Linked DNA regions of Anser cygnoides: region 1 is linked to region 2. Evidence: chromatin contacts called from public Hi-C data. All regions are on one chromosome and are shown on one strand. Each heading gives the region's core, a stretch centred on a gene start, on an enhancer-like site or on the middle of the called end of the contact. The rest is flanking DNA. Distances are from core to core; before and after follow the strand shown. Region 1 holds the start of PIPOX (pipecolic acid and sarcosine oxidase). Region 2 overlaps PHF12 (PHD finger protein 12).

The links. Hi-C and Micro-C count contacts between places; a contact is called where the count stands out from the background.
Region 1: a Hi-C map of liver shows a contact between it and region 2, with 5 times the contacts expected there. The contact joins the promoter of PIPOX here to the enhancer-like site in region 2. A contact is called at or near these places in 2 of 7 Hi-C or Micro-C datasets (both in liver).

Annotation. Positions count from the first base shown.
Region 1 is chr18:8,124,150-8,126,859 of Taihu_goose_T2T_genome, forward strand. PIPOX (pipecolic acid and sarcosine oxidase) reads left to right here and starts at 1,285. Exons shown (of 8, transcript XM_048068042.2): 1 at 1,285-1,603; 2 at 2,095-2,243; 3 at 2,468-2,669. The coding sequence starts at 1,478.
Region 2 is chr18:8,079,889-8,082,588 of Taihu_goose_T2T_genome, forward strand. It overlaps PHF12 (PHD finger protein 12), which reads right to left. Exons shown (of 15, transcript XM_066979904.1): 11 at 1,358-1,501. Among named protein-coding and RNA genes, the nearest start is that of FLOT2, 5.8 kb to the left of the region's middle. Within about 2 kb of position 1,448, at least 1 of the 3 cell types and tissues checked has open chromatin away from gene starts, as enhancers often do. A contact at or near this core is called in liver, where this site is marked.

The sequences.
Region 1 (2,710 bases), core at 35-2,534, 44 kb after region 2:
CCGGCACCGGCGCAGGACTGAGGCTGGAGGTGCAGGGGGGTCCCCAGAAGCGTGGCAAGATGTGGCTGTTTCGGGGTACAGACATCCCCTGAAGACCTGGTTGTGCTCGGCCATGCAAGGAAAGCAACGGCTGGAGCCTGCCCCACCGAGGGTCCCACCTGGAGGGGACAGCCGTGCCCTGGCGGGTGTCCCCGGCTGTCCCCACGGCCGTGGTGGCCTCCCCGGGCTTTTCCAGCGCGATCCATTAACGCGCCGTTAGTGGGAGAGGAGTTCATTTTTGCCATTTAACATTTCATGGATAATTAATTATTCTTCATGTTCCCAGCGAAAAGCAGAAGCAGGTATGGGCTGTTCAAAGGCTGGGTGCCGGCGGAAAAGCGAGCTGAAACCCTGGGAAATTGGTGAATTTATTCGCAGCATCAAAGGCGAGGGCGGTGGCGCCGCCGTAATGGGGCCCCGTGCTGCGCACAGCCCCGGGCACCCGCGTGGTGCTGAGCCCACCATGGTGCTGAGCCCGCCGTGTGCTCACCAGTGGTGAGCGGGCAGGCAGCAAAATAGATAGCGGCATTTAACATTTCCTAATAATGACAGCTAGCTGGTAAATAATGCCTTTTATACCATGGGAGACGGAGTAAATTAATTCCCCGGGTTAGCAGGCAGGCAGCACAAGCTGGGGGGGCACAGCACAGCCCCTGCCTGCGTTATCCCTCCCCCCACGATGCCCCCCCGTGTGTCCCCACATCCCAAATCGCACCCCAAATCTGCACGCTTGCAAAACGCACCGCGGCCAGCGGGGCGATGCGGGTGCCTGGCCGCGTACCCACCGCCCGGCGGGCCCTAAATCACTGCTATCTGCTGGCAGAGGGGGAGAAAAAAAACACCACGAGGATGGCAACCCAGTAGTTTATGGATATAATAAATTGCGCCGGAGGAAAAAAAAATGTTTCCCCTGGAACAAACGGCGCGGTCTGCAATCTGCACACAAACGGCCCCTGGGCGCGCGGGAGGGCTACGGCCAGCCCCTCGTCCCGAGAGCAGGCACGAACCAGTGGGGAGGGAGCGGGGGGCTTATGGAAAACAATTTTCCATTGCGTTTATGCCGCCCGCTCGCTCCGGTCTCTCCTGGCTGCTGCCGGGGCACCCCGCAGCACCCTTGGGTGCAGGTCTGGCAGGGGGTGACGGGTGCCTGCGGTGTCACCGGGTGGCAGCAGGGTGGCAGTGGTGTAGGGGTGGCATGGGGGGCAGGGGGCTGTGCTGGTGTCGGTGGGGAATGGGGGGGCTCTGAGGACGGGGAGAGGCAGGATCTGGCCCCAGCGTGTCCCCACGTGCTCCCGCTGCAGGCACGGGGGCTGGAGGGTGGCCAAGGCTCCGCCGCCAGCTCCACCCGGCCGGACTCTGCCCCGTCCCTCCCCTTGGCTCAGCTCCTGGCTGCGCGAGGGGAACGGGGACGGGGACAGGGACGGGGACGAGGACGGACATGGCTGCCCGGAGCCAGCCCCGCCAGGCGTCCTATGACGCCATCGTCATCGGGGCTGGCATCCAGGGCTCCTTCGCCGCCTACCACCTGGCGCAGCGTCACAGGGACACACTCCTGCTGGAGCAGGTACCGGCGTCCCCAGCCCCACCACGTCCCCAGCCCCGCCGTGTCCCCAGATCCGCTGCACGGGGACAGGGACCTGGCTGCACTGTGCCTGGCCCCATGCCATGCACATGGCACAGAGCCCAGGTGCCCTGGTGGCAGGACCCCTGTGTCCCCAGTACCAGGACCCTGATGTCCCCAGTGCCAGGACCCCTGTGTCCCCAGTACCAGGACCCCCATATCCCCAGTGCCAGAACCCCTGTTTCCCCAGTAACAGGCCCCCAAGTGTCCCCAGTAACAGGCCCCCAGTGTCCCCAGTGCCAGGACCCCCATATCCCCAGTGCCATGACCCCCATATCCCCAGTGCCAGGCCCCCCGTGTCCCCAGTGCCGCCCCCCCCAGCCCTGCTGTTTCCCAGAGCAGTGTTCCTCAGGGTGGGCTGCGTACCCAGCTACCCACTGGGGCTCGGGGACACCCTTCAGCCGTGGTCACCCCGATGTCCCCGTGCCCCACAGTTCGTCCTGCCCCACTCGCGGGGCAGCTCGCACGGGCAGAGCCGCATCACCCGCAGCGCCTACCCGCAGGCGCACTACGCCCGCATGATGCCCGACAGCTTCCACCTCTGGCAGAGGCTGGAGGCCGAGGCCGGCACCAGCCTCTACAGGTGACGGGGACGAGGACCGAGCCCCCGCGCCGGGCACTGTCCCCTCCCCGGGGAACCGGGCTGGGGGTGGCGAGGGGCTGCAGCGCTGGGTGGGGAGGCAGCCTGCGGCTCCGGCTAATTTATGGGGCTCCCTAAAGGAGGAGCCATTAAGGAAATAAGCGGCTAACGGTGCCATCCATTGTCCCCAATGTCACCCCAATGTCACCGTGGTGGTGGGGACGCAGGCAGACGGGGCTGGTGGTGCTGGGGCCGGTGGGCGACCCGGAGCTGGAGGGCTGCCGGCGCAGCATGGGGCCCGGTGACACCCTCGACACCGCGGCGCTGGCACGGCGCTTCCCCGGCCTCCGGCCCCGTGCCGGGGATGTGGCCCTGTGGGATGGCAGCGGCGGGGTGCTCCGGGCGGACCGGGCGCTGCGGGCAGTGCAGGTGGGTGCCACCGTGGGGACGGGGACCAGGACAGGGTGGGT
Region 2 (2,700 bases), core at 198-2,697:
ACGGAGCCGTGCTGGGGAGAAGACAAGCTTCCTACCACTAGCTTCTTTCTTAATCTCTCCCACTTTGGGTAATCAAAGACCTGCCTCTTGCTGTAAAAGCACCGCTTTAAAAAAAAATATTGGTGCTGGTGAACATCCCCAACTGAACAGCTGAGATTTCCCCCTTCCAGCAAAGCTGCAGGAAAACCACACGGGTTGAGCAGGGTCCAGGACCGAGTCTCCAGAGCAGCTCCCTGGCAGCGAAGTTCAAATCACACCTTCTCCCACGCCCCTGTTAACTGGGCAGAAAATCGTCTTCTGTAGAAGAGAGATCACGCTCCCGACCCCACAGGCCTGCCAGGATTTCGGCAGCTGCCTTTTGGAGATAAGCCCCTTACGCACGCAGAGCCTCTCCTGATCGCACATCTGGGTGGTAGTTTTGCAGCAAGAGCGCGGTATCAAAAACCAGAACATGAGGATTACAAGAGATTGTTCGCAGAGTCACCTATGTCAAGAACAGTGGTGTTGGACGTGCAGAGCTTAGTACAGCTGAAACACGCAGCCTCCCATCTCTGCACGGCTGCCCTGCACGAGCCCTTTCAGCTGCCCGGCTCTGCTGACTCAACAGGGCTCACTAGAGGTTTTAGATCTAATTTTTATTTCATCAGCAACGCCAAACAGTCAGCTGGATGCATCATCCTGTCCGGAAAGGGCCAGGGGTTAAGACAGCACCAAGCTGCCTTTTGGGAGGCAGGCTGCAAGAATTTCCAGGGCAGCACAGGAAAGCAGCTCGAATCACAGCCTGGTGCTGCGCCCTACAGCAGCCTTCAAAAAGACTGACAAAGCGTTTAGAGAATGCTGCGATGCTACAGCAGGCAAGCGCAGAGTTTCAGAAGAAGGTTACTGATACCAGCAGGCTTCCCAAGACCTTATCTTGGATACTCAGCCCCAGGCCCATAGCAAAGGGGGAGCAGGCAACTGCTCCTGCACCAAGGCTGGCCGGTTAGTGCTTGAGAGCAGATTAAACTGACTGCATGCAGAGGAACAGGAAGACACGATCCCTGTCCAGATTTAGGTGTTAGTAATGCCCACACTGTAAACCAAGTGACCATAAACAAAGCTAATGCCAAACTCAGGTCCGTGGAGATTGTTTTTATTGCTATAATTTGTAAAAAAATAAAAAATAAAAAAATTACACAGAGGGACCTGTAGGAACTTCTGGCCAGTGGATAGCCAGAGCAGGAAATGCAGGGAAAGCAGCCTGAGAGGCGGCACCAGCCAGATACCAAAAGAAGAGGGAAGATCTTCAACGAACAGGCAAGGGAATGCCAGAAAGCTACGGCTCAACCCAAACCGACTGTTCTAGGGCTGCTCTTACCTTCAATGTGGTTTGCCACAGGAGATTGCTGATGGGCACTGACACTGCTTGCCAGAGACTGAGCTTTGGAAGGGAAAAGCTGATGTATTCTCTGCAAGGCCAGAAACTTGATCAGCTGCTCATCCAGCATATTTATCTCAATCTCTGTTAATAAACAGAAAGCAATTAGTCAAGTTATTCACAGACAGGGTGCCATCTGAGCCGCGGTGGATTTAACCGTCCCGTTTCCAAGCTTGCCATTTGCTTCACCAGCAAAGGCTGCCAAATCCTGCAACACAAGAACGTCACGTACAGGCGGTCTGTGCCTTCGTACCAGCATCTCACGTGAGCAGCACGTGAAGAGAGCGTCAGCTCCGGCTAGAAAGCTGCAATTCAGGCAGCAAGCACAAGTTCAGGGCAACGAGGACTGATAAACTGAAAATCTGCTGTTTCAGCTCAGAATCAACGAGTCTGCGGAGGTGGACATTGCCCCTTTTGGCAGCAGCTTGGGTCCTTCTCGGGAAGCTTCATTTCCTAGCCACAAAGGCTGACCCTGTGCTGCAGAGGAAAGCAGTAACCACTTCGAAGCAGCTACACGCTCCTTCTTGAGTCACGCGCTTTCAGAGCGGGGTCAATTAACCAAAACAAGGTAATTCAGACAAGACTTTTAACCAGCTTTAAGGCAGATCTGCTGCTGATAGCTGCGAAGCGTTCCTGTTTGTGAAGCCCCACGGAGATCTGCCTTCTGGTAGCAAAAGCAGGCTGGCCGACCTCTTCTTCACGTCAGCACCAGTTCGAACAGCAGGCAGAAGAAGCAGAGCCACAACGGCCTTTCCCGAGAGCACAGAGGCAGCCCGGCCGAGGGGAGCAGTCGGGGTTCACCCAAGAAAAGAGGGTGACCACGCCAGAAAGGCTCTTGTTCAGAAGCAGGCGCTGGCGACAGCCTGCCGCACTGTGCTGGGTACCAATCTCCTCCTCCTCGAGTCGCTCCGCTAAGACTTGGCATTTCTCGCCAAGTGCAACAAAAGGAAAATAAAAAAACCATTATGCCAGTCTAGGAGAAGACTGACAGAACCAAAAATCAATCGGAAAATTAACGGAGCCAGTAAAGCCTCACGACCCGGGTGACTGCTCGACTGCAAGATGGGGAGCTGTGGGCTTCCTGCGCACAGGGGCTTGGACCCGATGATCTTTCGAGGTCCCTTCCAACCCCTACAATTCTGTGATTCTGTGATCAGGAACCCCTGTGGGGCGCAGGCAGCACCACGGCACGGCAGGGCTGCAGGTTTCTGCATGCGGATCCCACCTGGAAAGCAGCCCGTGGTGATTGTTCCCCAGAAAAGCTTCAGGCAGAAACACTTCAT